Linked DNA regions of Canis lupus: region 2 is linked to region 1. Evidence: chromatin contacts called from public Hi-C data. All regions are on one chromosome and are shown on one strand. Each heading gives the region's core, a stretch centred on a gene start, on an enhancer-like site or on the middle of the called end of the contact. The rest is flanking DNA. Distances are from core to core; before and after follow the strand shown. Region 1 holds the start of LOC119877503 (C2 calcium-dependent domain-containing protein 4B-like). Region 2 has its middle 120 kb from the start of BCAS1.

Region 1 (3,294 bases), core at 374-2,873:
TAACTAACAAACCATAGGATGCTATTATGCTAACAAAGTGGTAGCTTTGTAAGAGCAGAGAGAGAGAGAGAGAAAGCACAACCGTTTTTGCTCAGAAAATAATTCAGTAGCAACAAGGTCTGAGAGCCAGAAGCCTCATTGTTCTTAGTGAGCGATTATTTGTCAAAACATTTGATTGTTTGCCTATCCCCCTCCTGCAAAGTTTGGATTTTTTTTTTCTTTTTGCCCAATTTTGACACTAGAATTTTTAGCTATCAGTGCCATTGTGTTTACAGCATTCAAGGTTTCAGAGTTCAAAGGTTATCCATTAACATGTAGAGCGAGGCTACACCGAATGTGGAGGCTCAACCTGGTTCCACTTGCTCATAGTTTGTTTTGTAGCAATGCTCCAAGTCATTTGTTTTGGTTAAGTTAAATGAAGTTTCTTGTTTGTTGAAGAGCGTCTCTGGGATTGCGTTTTAGGATGTGACTATAGGGGCTTAAAAAATATTTTAAAGAAAGATATTTATCTTCCCTGAGAAAAGGAACCCTGGTGCTGGAAATAGAAATGATCAACATCGGTGTATTTTGAGTGGTTGGGGGGGAAAAAAAAAAAAAGAGAGTTCTGGCCAAAGAATTTACTTCTGGCACTGCTAATTAATTGTAAGTAATTGGTTCACTTCCTTTAAAAAAAAAAGACTAACCAGACCATATGTGGGGTTAGTAGTTATATATAAAATGACAGCAAAGCATCACACTTGGCAAATTCTTCCCCTCTGCTAAGAAGCTGTCTCTCAAATTCCATTTTCGATTGCTCACCGGCAGAGCATGTATATCGCCCTACCCACCCCCCACCCCATTTATTAAATATATACTTTAAGGGCCTTTCTTGATAGGTTTTTAAGTTTTTCCATTTGGGATACACCCATATCCCATAAAAAAAAAAAAAAAAAAAAAAACCAACCCAAAAAAACAAAAAAAACCCTCCACCACTTGGCTGTTTTTGTGTGTTGAGTTGCAGAGCTCTGTTTACATTTGCATTCGTTTGCATTTTGGGGCCAAAAACTTGGTGGTTGTGATTGTTGCTTCCAGGGTTCCTCCTGGGGGGGGGGCCGAGATGGGGGGACACAGGCCCCCCCCTCCCCCGGGGATTTGGGAAGCCTGGTTTCATCCACGTGGGTTTCTAGCAAAGCCAAAGTGGATGCTCGGAACCCGGGCCAAGTTCAGAAATCTCAAGTTATAATAGCGGCGCAAGTCGGGCGCTTTTAGGGAAAAAACAAAAAAAAACAAAACAAAAAAAAAAACCACGACAATTACGGGACAGCTTTAGGAAGGTAGTAATTGAGCCATTTTAATCGCGTCCAGCTCCTCGACCTCGCTCACCCCCGCCCTCGGCGAAAATCCGAAAAACCGTCTGCGCCCGGCCGCCCTCTCACCTGCCCCCAACCGGGTGCAGAGGCGCGGGGCGGGCACGCGGGGGGACCCCCTCCCTCGCCCGGGCACACCTTGCGCGGGAGGCGGGAGGCGGCGGGGCCGGGGCCGGGGCGTGCGTCTGCGCCTGCGCCTGCGCGCCGCCCCCGGGCCCCCTCCCCGCGTACCTGTCCGTGGAACGGCCGGAGCGCGCGCGGGCCACGTTTAGCCGGATGGGGGGGGCGGGGCGGGGCGGGGCGGGGCGGGGGAGGGGGGGGGAGGCGCGCGCGTGCGCGTGCGCGGGCATCGCGGGCCGGAACGCGGGGGCGCGCGCTGGCGTCCCGGAGGCGGAGTCCGCGGCGGTGGGCGGGGCAGGGGCGCGCCTGCGCGGACCACGTGGCCCGGGGGCGGGGCCGAGGGGCGGGGCCGCGCGGCCGGCGGAGGCAGGAGGCGGGGCGTCGCGGAGCGGCGGGGCCGGGGGAGGGCGCAACAGCTGCTCCCTGAGCACTTTCTGACCCAACAGTCCCCCTGCGCCGGACGCGCCGCGCCCCGGCGGCCCTAGGGACCCCCCGCGCCTGCACTGTCCGCGCGCGGACGCGTAGGGGGCGCCCGCGCCTCTGCCCCGTGCGCACCCCCGCCCCGCTCACCTTAGCCCCGCGCCCGAGGTGAGCCCGGCCCCCAAATCCCCGGGCGGGGCGGGTGGGGGCGGGGGGCGCCGTGCGGGGGGCGGTCTCGGCGGCGCGGGGCCCGGGGGATGGCCTCGCCCCGCGCCCGGCGACCCCCGCCGCTTTCGGGGGGCCGGTGCGGGCGCGGAAGCCGGGAGGTGTCCGCACAAAAGGCCGAGAGAAACTCCCCGTCGCCTCCCCTCCCTCCTGCCTTCCCCGCCCCCTCCCCTCCTCATTCAAACCTCGGCTCGCTCGTGTGGTGTCAGTTCAGTCCCGGCCGCCGCCGAGCGAGGAAATGGCCGAGGAGCCGGAGCCGCAGGTAAAGGGGGCGCCGCGCCGCGCCTCGCCCCCCGGGGCCCCGGGAGCCCGCCCCCCCCCGCCCCCGCCCCCGCCCCGGGGACCCCCGCCCGCCGCCCGCCGCCCGCCGCCCGCCGCCCGCCGCCCGCCGGCGCGGCTCCTCTCGGGCGCCCCCTCCGCCGCCGGCCGAGCCCCGGGCGGGCGTCCGAGCGGCGCTCGCATCCCGGGCCCGGGGGCGGGGGCGGGGGCGGGGGCGGCCGCTCTGCGCGGGCTGCGGGGCGCGGGGCTGCGGGGCGCGGGCGGGCGGGCGCTGCCCCGGGAAAGTTGGGCGGCTCCCGGGGTGTGCCGGCCGGGCCCCCCGCGAGCGCCCGGGAGGGGCCGGGGCAACTTGGGAGCAGCCAAAACAATGCGCCCTAACAGGCGTCCCCCGCAAACAATGGCCGGGACCGTCCCCACGGGCCGGGCGGAGGGCGCGTCTACGGGGCCGGGGGAGGGGCCTGGCGCCGCCGCGGCCCCCCCCGCGCCCCCGCGCCCCCCGCGCCCCCCGCGCCCCCGCGCCCGGCCCGGCTCCCCGGGTCCTGCCCATCCCCGAGCCGGCGGCGCACGGGCTGCGTTCCCTGGAGGTGTGTGTGTGTGTGTGTGTGTGTGTGTGTGTGTGGACAAGGTGCTTTCTTTTCTTCCCTTTTTTTTTTTTTCTCCTCCCTCCCTACCCCCCCCCCTTTAATTTTAAAGATTTTTTGAAACTTTTTAAATGGCCCTTAAACGCTTAGAAGAATATCTTTACACCTCGCTTCCAGTCGGAGTCCCAGAGCCAGCTGGAGGCAGAACTCGTAACTCTAAAGGGCAGGCAGGATTGAACTGTTCCCTATAAGTGTTTCTTTCTTTCTTTTCTTTTTTTCTCTCTCTCTCTCTTTTTTTTTTTTTTAAAAGGGAAGTTTCTGCC
Region 2 (3,294 bases), core at 544-3,043, 250 kb before region 1:
TGGAGATCCCGCTGCCTCCTTATAAAAGCCATGTGTATCTTATCTTTTCCAGTGCAGTTGCTAAAACCAGAAAGCAGGCTGGAAAACATTTCCCCAAACTGTACTGTTTTTCATCATTTCTTTCTGACACCTCCAGATAACTTGTTAGCATATTGTCTCTCTCTATTCAGCATAGGCCCGCTGGGTGTTTGGGGACCGAATGACATCACTCAGGCATTTATAATTAGAAACCAAAATGCCTCTTTCCAAATCCATAGCACCAGGAGACAACTGGAGAAATTTCTTAAGTTGCCGGTGAAACCTCAAATGAAAGAGGTCTTTTGGGACCACGCAGACCTGGCTTTCAGGACGCTCCCGGGAAAGCACTGGAAGCAAGTGGCAAATAATCTTTCCAACTGCTGATCCCAATGCCACATGCCAAGGTGACACTCAAGAGCTGGGGTTGGCTTTGGAAATGTGACAGGAGAATTGTCACTGGGCTCCTGGCTCTCCCTAGAGGAGCTGTGTTTTTTAAAGTTCCTGGAAATCTCCAAGCAGTGGTCTGAATTTTCACCACCATGGAGACAGAGCTCAGTGGCTTTTGATTACGGAGCTTTTTATTTGTTGAACAAATTCTTATTGACTCGACATGAATGCACTCCATGGACATTCTGGATTTTTCCGTAATATTTTTTCCTTAATAAATTTAAGATAACTCCACAAATCACGAATGACCTGATGACTGAGTTCTAATTTATTCAAGAAATTCTTATTGAGAACCCCTCTCAGCAAGTCCTGTGCCTTGAGGGCCTTCTCTGCTGTCATCCAGGTCTCTGCCTCTGAATAATATGACCAGGGCTCTACTATCCCATACCCTAACCACTAGACACATGCAACTATTTAAACTTAAATTTAGATTAGGAAAAGTTGAGGAAAGGCAGCCCAGGTGGCTCTGTGGTTTAGCACCGCCTTCAACTCAGCGCGTGATTCTGGAGACCTGGGATTGAGTCCCAAGTTGGGCTCCCTGCATGGAGTCTGCTTCTCCCTCTGCCTGTGTCTCTGCCTCTCACTGTTTCTCTCATGAATAAATAAATAAAATATTTTTTTAAAAAAAGGAAAAGTTGAGGAAGCTGCAAATTCATCTCTTCGGTTGCACTGGCCCCAACTCAATAGCCCCATGTGGCTAGTGGCTACCGTATGGCGGACAGCACAGATCTAGAGCATTTTTGTCATTGTGCAAAGTTCCTTTTGGACCATGCTGGGCTGATCATCTGACTTGCCTTCAACACTCCTGGATCACACCTATTGACCCCGCAGGAGCATTGGCAGCACCTCCTTTCACGCCCAAAGTGTCCCGGTTGGGCAAAGACCCCTGAACAAGGACAGCGCACCTGGCCACGGAGCTCGCCAGGACTTCCCGGGGACCCAGACCGCTGGGTCTTGATGCAAACCTTGGCCCAGTCAGCAATCCCCCTGCTTTTTCAGCAAGATTCCCTGGCACCTGGCAAACCCACCAGTAGTGGGAACAGGGGGTAAAACCCGCAGGAGAAGAAGCACTGGGCAGTTCTGGGCTAGTGAGCGGCTCGCTTGCAGGCAGGTCCAGGGCGGTTCCGGCGGGCGCGGCCTGAAGGGGCCCGGAGGGGTCAGGGGGTGGGGGCAGGTGCCCTGGAGGATGCCCGTCCCGGCAGGAGGGGCCCCTGGGGCTTCCCGGGAGCCCCGCCCCCCCGCGCCCCGCCCCCCCCCGCCTCGCCCGGCAGAGGGCGCCCGAGCCCAACGCTCCGGGCGGGGAGCTTTGCACGCTCCCGGGCACCTCTTTTTTGCTTCCAGTGATACGTGTGTGTGTGTGTGTGTGTGTGTGTGTGTGCAGCAATCGGAGGTGCAGCTGATACAGGTCACCTTAGGGCTACGTCGTCAAAGCTGGGAGGTGGACCCCGCGCCCCGGGACAGTCGGCGGCGGCCCGCGTCCACACGGGCAGGCACCATTTTGCAGAAGTCTCCAGAAGTGGAGGGGGGGGGGGTGTCTACACCGTGTGGGATCCGATCCGATCCGTGCCGCCCGGAGGGTCGGGCCTGCCCTGCCGGAGGGGCCGCCCCGGGAAGCGCCGCGATCGTGGCCTTGCTCCGTGCGCGGCTCTGGACACCGGCTTGCAGCTCAGACACCTGCCCCGCAGCCGCAGGGTGGTGGCCGCCAAGGGGTGTCTGCGGGGACCAGAGGTGACCTCGCACCCCGGGCTCAGCTGCCCGCGCCTCCCACCAGGCAACACCCCATGCCTAACCCCCTTCTCTCTCTGTCTCTCGCCCCTTCCTCCCCATCCTCCTCCCCCTCCCCTCTTATTTCCCCTCCTCCTCCCCCTCCTCCTCTTCCTCCTCCTCCCCTCCTCCTCCCCCTCCCCTCCCCTCCTATTTCCCCTCCTCCCCCTCTTCCTCCTCCTCTTCCTCCTCCCTCTCCCCTCCTCCTCCTCCCCCTCCCCTCCTCCTCCTGCCACAGTCCCTGCCCCTACGGAAGGGGGCTGAAGTCCCAGCTGATTGGATTCCCCGCTCTTGGCTCCTCAACGCCGCTAATTCATTACTGAGCATAGTTTTTTATTTGTTTTTATGTATCCAAGGGGCGAGGTGCTGAGGCACTGTTAGCAGCTTGGGTTATTTCCTTTGCCTGTTGGGGTGCACTGAACACTGTTTACGAGATCCAAAAGCCCATTTCTAAATGGGTGTTCATGGCTCTTCTTAAGATGTTCAAGAAACCTTATGAATGGGGTGTCTAATGGCAAACACCTAGTATCACTCCACTCTATGTTTTGGGAAAGAGACCAGCATGTGCTGCCGTCTGGGCTCTGGTGGCGGTGACGCAGTGGGGGGGATTTGTCTCGGGCACCTTCATTGTCCTTTTCTGTGTAATAACCACACTTTCTTTAATGGATAAATAAGACAAGGCGTGTCGTGTAGAAGGCTTAGCGAAGGCACACGGCACAGGTTCAGTGAACACCAGCTGTACTATTTTATCCTCTCTTTGCCACAAGCTCCCTCGAGGAGGCCTGGAGCTCAGCCTCTCCTTATCAGTGCTTGCTGGAGGGAGCTTTGTATTTCCTGAGCCAGGGAATCCTGTGGAAGAGGGTTGGCCTCACCTCACCTGTGACTTCCTCTCTGTGATTTTTGTAAGTCGTTGTTTTGTAACTCGGTGTCTCTCTGAATGGAACACGCCCTTTTCCTTACCACCTCTTGTGAATCTGTTGATGAAATACACTCAATGTGCCTTTATGGAGCCCTTGTGATGAGCCAAGGACTGGGGAGAAACACTTGGCAACCTCCACCCCACCC

What was found. A called contact is a pair of places that touch in the nucleus more often than the background predicts.
Region 2: a contact with region 1 is called in a Hi-C map of liver, with 2.0 times the contacts expected there. The contact joins the enhancer-like site here to the promoter of LOC119877503 in region 1. A contact is called at or near these places in 4 of 9 Hi-C or Micro-C datasets (blood, liver and tumor fibroblasts).

What each region holds. Positions count from the first base shown.
Region 1 is chr24:40,098,826-40,102,119 of UU_Cfam_GSD_1.0, reverse strand. LOC119877503 (C2 calcium-dependent domain-containing protein 4B-like) reads left to right here and starts at 1,623. Exons shown (of 3, transcript XM_038573000.1): 1 at 1,623-1,641; 2 at 2,060-2,373. The coding sequence starts at 1,623.
Region 2 is chr24:40,346,125-40,349,418 of UU_Cfam_GSD_1.0, reverse strand. No RefSeq gene overlaps it. Among named protein-coding and RNA genes, the nearest start is that of BCAS1, 120 kb to the left of the region's middle. Within about 2 kb of position 1,793, at least 10 of the 20 cell types and tissues checked have an H3K27ac peak or open chromatin away from gene starts, as enhancers often do. A contact at or near this core is called in blood and liver, where this site is marked.